Linked DNA regions of Pan troglodytes: region 1 is linked to region 2. The links are chromatin contacts, called in public Hi-C maps. All regions are on one chromosome and are shown on one strand. Each heading gives the region's core, a stretch centred on a gene start, on an enhancer-like site or on the middle of the called end of the contact. The rest is flanking DNA. Distances are from core to core; before and after follow the strand shown. Region 1 overlaps LMCD1 (LIM and cysteine rich domains 1). Region 2 holds the start of LMCD1 (LIM and cysteine rich domains 1).

Evidence for each region. A called contact is a pair of places that touch in the nucleus more often than the background predicts.
Region 1: a contact with region 2 is called in a Hi-C map of stem cell-derived neural progenitor cells, with 1.5 times the contacts expected there. The contact joins the enhancer-like site here to the promoter of LMCD1 in region 2. A contact is called at or near these places in 1 of 7 Hi-C or Micro-C datasets (stem cell-derived neural progenitor cells) and 1 of 1 other capture datasets (stem cell-derived neural stem cells).

The regions. Positions count from the first base shown.
Region 1 is chr2:12,586,984-12,589,732 of NHGRI_mPanTro3-v2.0_pri, reverse strand. All of the region lies in intron 4 of LMCD1 (LIM and cysteine rich domains 1), which reads right to left. Among named protein-coding and RNA genes, the nearest start is that of LMCD1, 54 kb to the right of the region's middle. Within about 2 kb of position 1,477, at least 4 of the 24 cell types and tissues checked have an H3K27ac peak or open chromatin away from gene starts, as enhancers often do. A contact at or near this core is called in stem cell-derived neural progenitor cells and stem cell-derived neural stem cells, where this site is marked.
Region 2 is chr2:12,532,866-12,535,758 of NHGRI_mPanTro3-v2.0_pri, reverse strand. LMCD1 (LIM and cysteine rich domains 1) reads right to left here and starts at 1,332. Exons shown (of 6, transcript XM_516253.8): 1 at 1,131-1,332. The coding sequence starts at 1,172.

The DNA of each region.
Region 1 (2,749 bases), core at 228-2,727, 54 kb before region 2:
TTCACCTTACATTCCTTCTTGGGGCAGATTATCCATTATGGGGCTCTCTGCCAAGCAAGGCAAAATATTAAACATTTCTAACTGAATCTCCCTCCCTGGTTATGTGATGAAGTGAGGGAGATGGAAAGGCTTCATAAATGCTACACGTGTAAGAGAACATCAGTGTGGGTTGTTCTCAAATCCAGCTCTGACAAGCATGGGCCCAAGGACTGGCTCCTTGCAAAAGGATGCTGCTTGGTCCACAGCTGAGCAGGGACAGAGTCTCAGATGTGTTCATTCCAATTGCAACGGCCTTGCCCGGGGCTTAGAACTGCATGGGTGCTCCAGAGATGGGAACACCTGTTAATTAGAGTCTGTGTCAGGTTTGGAGTGAGGCAGGTCTGGATCCTAGTTCTGGATTAACTACTCACCATCTAGGTGACTAGACAATTTCCTCAGCTTTGTTTTTTGAAATTTTTGTTTTTGTCTGTGATCCACAGTAGCAAATACATTACACGTCCTGATCCAACACACACACACATACACACACACACTCCTGAAAAAAAAAAGCTTCCTGGAAAAATATTTACTACTCCTGAAACACTCTTCCCTTTTCAGTTAAAAAAAATTCTGGTTGTAGTCCACTAAATTGATGTATTACCCACTGACGGATTGTGACCTGAAGTTTGAAAACACTGTTTAACTTTGCTAAGAGTGTCTTTTAATTCCCTTGTTTGTAAAAAGGAGGATGATACACTTTGTAGGATAATTCTTAGGATTAAGTAAAATAACATGCAAAATCTCTGGCACAGTGCCTGGCATAACCTAGGTAGTCAATGAATGGGAGATGACAGCATCATCATCATCGTCATCATTTAGCTCATATTAGCAAAACAAAATTGAGTAAAACCAAAGAGATTAATAAAAAGCTAAAACTATTCTTTATGATTCTTCCAGTTCAGGGGTCAGCAAACTGCGTCCATCTGTGGGCCAAATCTAGCCCACCACCTGTTTATGTAAATACAGTTTGATTGGAACACAGCCAGGGTCATCTGTTTAGATATTGCCTATGGCAGCTTTAGTGCTTCAAGAGCTGTGTTAATTAGTCGTGACAGAGACCATGTGGCCTGAAAAACCTTCAATATTCACTATATGCCCTGTACAGAAAAAGTTTACCAATCCCTGTTTTAATCAATGGAATAATATGCAGCCCACTCAAAAAAAAAAAAAAAAAAAAAAAAAAAAGCTAGTGAAGGCCATGTGGCAACATGGAAAAGTATTTATAGTATAAAAAGTGGGAGAAAGGGAAGTTTCTTTGGAAGAAAAAAAAGATCTCCCTGAAAGTCACCAAAGTATCTCCATTGCAAAGCAAGAGGCAGGCAGATGCCGAGAAGCTGGTAACCATAGTGATTTTGCGGCTGCCCCCAGGCTCCGGCCCATGGTGCCTGAGCCAGGGGTGGCGGGACTGTGGGGAGCAGGGATTCCTCTGGGTGAATGACCCCAGATTTGTCTCTGGGCCTCTTACCCTCCTGTCCTCCAGCTCAGATGGGGCTCACTAAGTGGGGAGGAGTGGCAGTTTCAAATTCCCAAGTGGGGCTGGCAGGAAAGCCAGCCAGCCTGCCTGCCGAGCCCACAAGCCAAACATCTGCTTAGACAAAGACTTGGAAGTCCCTTGCCCACAAATATGTCCTTCTATTGGGGCTGGAGTTGGGCTGAGCCGCCAGCTGCTGTAAGTTTCCATCTGAAAGGCAGACCTTTGGCGGGGGGGAGGGAGGGGACGGAGGCCTCCCGTCCCCCTCTCAGCATTCTTGTGGGGAAATGGGGCAGAGGGGTCAGACTGTGCTCCCAGGATCCTGGAGGATGATTTCGGACCATATTCACACATTTTTATGACTGTGGGGAACATCTTCACTTCTCTCAATGGACTGTCCTCCTCTTAAGTTTGCTCTTTTGGGGCAGTCACTTGGCCTGAGGAAGGAGTGGTTGGGGAAGGGGCAAGACGGGGAGGCGCCCGGCAGGAATGGTAAATGCTAAAGAGTAGAGATCACATTAAAGGCTATGCTCTGGCTTTCTTTCCCCTTTCTTCAGTTACAAGTTCGGGGTGTGGAGAAAGGCGGAAATTCCTGGGCAAAATAACCATGCCCGGGAAATCTGTGTATTTAATTTCTGAGAAAATATTCAGCGAGCTCTCTAAACGCAAGGCAATGGCTTGGTGGAGCTGCTAACAGTCAGAACATGAAGATCATTGCCCACCCAGCTCAGGGGCCCATCAGTTCCATCCAGGTGGGGAGCGCAGGGCTTGGAGAGTGCGCGAGGGGCTCCCACCAGCCTGGTGTGAATGGGTCCAGGTTGCTGGAGTCGGCAGCTCCCTGGCCATGGAGATCTCTGATACTCAAAAGGCCCACAAGAACCCACAGTGGGTGGAACTGGGGGTGGACATGGGAATCCTTTCATTGTTCTCAGTACGCAGATAAGAGGCTCCCAAATGCTCAGTGGGCTGAGCTGCAAGTTACCCCATACACTGCTGCCCACCCTGGAGAACCTAAACACTCACGTATATATCCCCTGGCATGGTCGGACCCACCCTGCCCAGGCCCCACCCCAACACGGCTTCAGACTTCACTCTGCCAGTGAAGCAGAAGGACTGGGGATTGAACCGAAGCCCCACTGTCATCAGCACGTGGGGTAACCTCACTGTGCCCCAGCTTCCTCATCTGCGAAATGGGTATCACAACCCCAACCTCTCTCACTGGTTGTTACAAAGAGTTAA
Region 2 (2,893 bases), core at 83-2,582:
ACGTCTTTTGTTTTTCCCCCTCTCATTCTACCCTGCAGGTTAATGGCAGATGTTTAAGGAAGACTTTGCCCTGCAAGACTAAACCCTGTGAAATCAGAGTTTAACAATGACTGCTTTGGGAAATTAACTCACAGTGTCAATAACCCTGCTACCACTGCCATGAGGCAGGTTAGGCCTATCCTCCCCACATCAGAGACAAGGAAACTGAGGCTCAGAAAAGTGACCTGGTGAATAACGTGCAGTTAAAAAGTGACAGGGACTGAGTCTGGATGCCTAGGGCTTGCCTTACAGTCAGCTGCCTGTTAGAACCAACTCTCTGTGACCCCGGGCCTCAGTTTCCCGATCTGTAAAGCCTAGGTTGTCTCTCTGTTCCCTTCCCGTTCACATGTTCTCTAAGTCTCCAGCCTGTGCCTTCTCCCAGCTGCATTCAGGTAGGCAACAAGTAGTATTGGAGCTATAGGCACAGCCGCAGGCTCCTGTGCAGGAGTTTACCCGTGACCTTCTGGGCTCCGGGCTAGCCCTTCTTGTAAGGGAAACGTGCAGACCCTGGGGACAGAAATCAGTTCCCTTATGCTGGAACTGCTGCCACTGCCAACATCACCATCTAAAGAAACTGTGTGTGTGTGTGTGTGTGTGTGTGTGTGTGTGTGTATTGGGGGAAACACACAAAACACTGGGATAATAGCACAAGGGAGACTGTGAGTAAATATTACATGCTCTCAACCCTTACTTCAGCCACCTGAGGACAGGGAGTGAGGAAGCTAGGGGTTTTTCCTTTACAGACCATAAGATTTCATATATATATATAATATATAATATATATATTTTATAGATATAATATATTTTATATACATTTTATATATATTGTATATATATATAAAACCTTAATTAAATTTTAACTAGCATCACCAAAGACATAAGACCCTTCGCAAATATTTCACACAACATTGGGTTTGGGGTGTGTGTGCCTGTTAGCTCAAACATGTATTCCCAACTATTTGTTTTCCATGCAGTTTTGGAATTTAAAGAGTTCCCTTCTCATTACCTTTTGGGAAGTTTCCGCGAACAGATGGGAAGGGGAAACAAGAAAAAGTAAGAATCTGGGTAAATACAAACAGCTTTCCACTCACCTTTTTAACTCCCGGGTTGAGGTCCTTAGCCACCTTTGCCATCCTCTTCTGGGGTGGTGGAACAGCGCCTGGCTTCTCAGGCAGAGGCGCGAGGGCGCGCAGCGGGGACAGCGGCGGCTGAATGGCCAAGTTCGCGGGCCTGGGAGGGAGCTCTGTGCGCAGCCAGGCGCAGCTGGGCCGCTTTAATTGGAGAGCGGGACTCCCTCTAAAACCTCGCCAGCCACTCCGCGCCGGCGCTCGCGCGAGGCCAGCCAATCCCAGCGCGAGGCTGTCCCCCTCCCTCAGGGAGGTCTCTGCACTGTGGCAGCGAGCGGAGCAGAGCGCAGGCTGCCCTGACGTCAGCATGGCCGCGGCGCCTGACTACCCAGCTCGCTTCTATCCCTCGAGCGGCAGGAATCCGTCCCCACGCCCTTTTCCTTTAAAGGGCAACGGGCCGAAGGTGGGGCGGGCGGCGCGGCTCCCGCGATCCATTCAGGTCAAAAGGGAGAGTGATCAAACAGGAGAGCCGAGGTATTTTTAGTGAGCTGGATCCAGAAATAAATGCTGAGCTGTGCTCCCCTTCCCACCCTTTCTGCCTGGTCGTAGGGGGCGCGGGGAGGGCTGAGGGAGGAGGGGTTTTGCAGGAGCTGGCTAACTTTTCCCAAACCTGGGCGAGTTCTCCAATATCCAGAGAGGAGAAAAGATTCCAGCGAGTTATGATTTTTTTAAACTTAACGTTTGTAAAGTATTAAACTGCTTTCTTATAACTTGCTTTAACATAAATCCTTCCTATTCCATGAGCAAGAAATCACTGTCCTGATCTTAGAGATGCTCCTATGGACATACTGTCTTGTTGTATGCTCATATTATCTCAGATATTATTATGATGATGACTGTAAGACGATAGATGAGGAAATAATCAGAATAACTGGTCCACAGCTGAATTATTGAGCAAGGCTTTAACCTGAGAGACTGAGAGTAATAGAGAGAAAGCTCATGGGGGCGTGGCGGGGGGGGGGAGGGGGGCGGGGGGGGGAGGGGGGCGGCGGGCACAGGATTGTAAACTATAAACTAGGAAGTTAGTAATTTTTAGATAAATGGGGTCATGCAGGCCTGGACAAACAAGATTCCATCTGAGTTCACAAATCCATGGAATGTGGAGTCCTTGCAACACATAACATAACTACTCTTACAAGACAGAATTGGCCAGGTTCCTCTCTCTATGCCACGTTGTTTGCCTATAAAGCCACATCTCTCTGCTGAGCCGGTTCCACAGACTTGGATTCCCAGAGGCATTTCCCCCCTGCCCTGACTGAGGATTAAACACAAGCCCTTTTTATCCTGGAGAGAATACTGCTGTCTCTGTTGTGAGGTGTTCGGCCTGTAACCCGTCTTTGCAGTGCCCCCTGCCAGAAAAACCAGGGTCCTGTGGGCTAAAATAAAACTCGGTTGCACAGAGACTGAAGAGTGGTCCCGAAGTACACCACTCGGGAGGGATTTGGGGAGAAGGGGAGGCTGCAGTTCCCATTGTGGGGCTGTCTCTTGCTGGAGGCTTTTTCCTCTTGAAAGCCTCCTCCAGTTTAGTTCTTATCATCATCTCCAGTCGTCCCAAATCTCGGCCAGGGATCCTGAATTGTGACTTTTTGTTACATATTCCTGGAAAGGGCTTTTTGTGGCTTATCTTTTCCAAGATGAGGGATGACCTATTTCTTTTCTCACAGATTTCTGCTATAATTGATTTTTGCCTTGTTTGCTCCCGGCTATGTCCTCAAACACCTAGCATG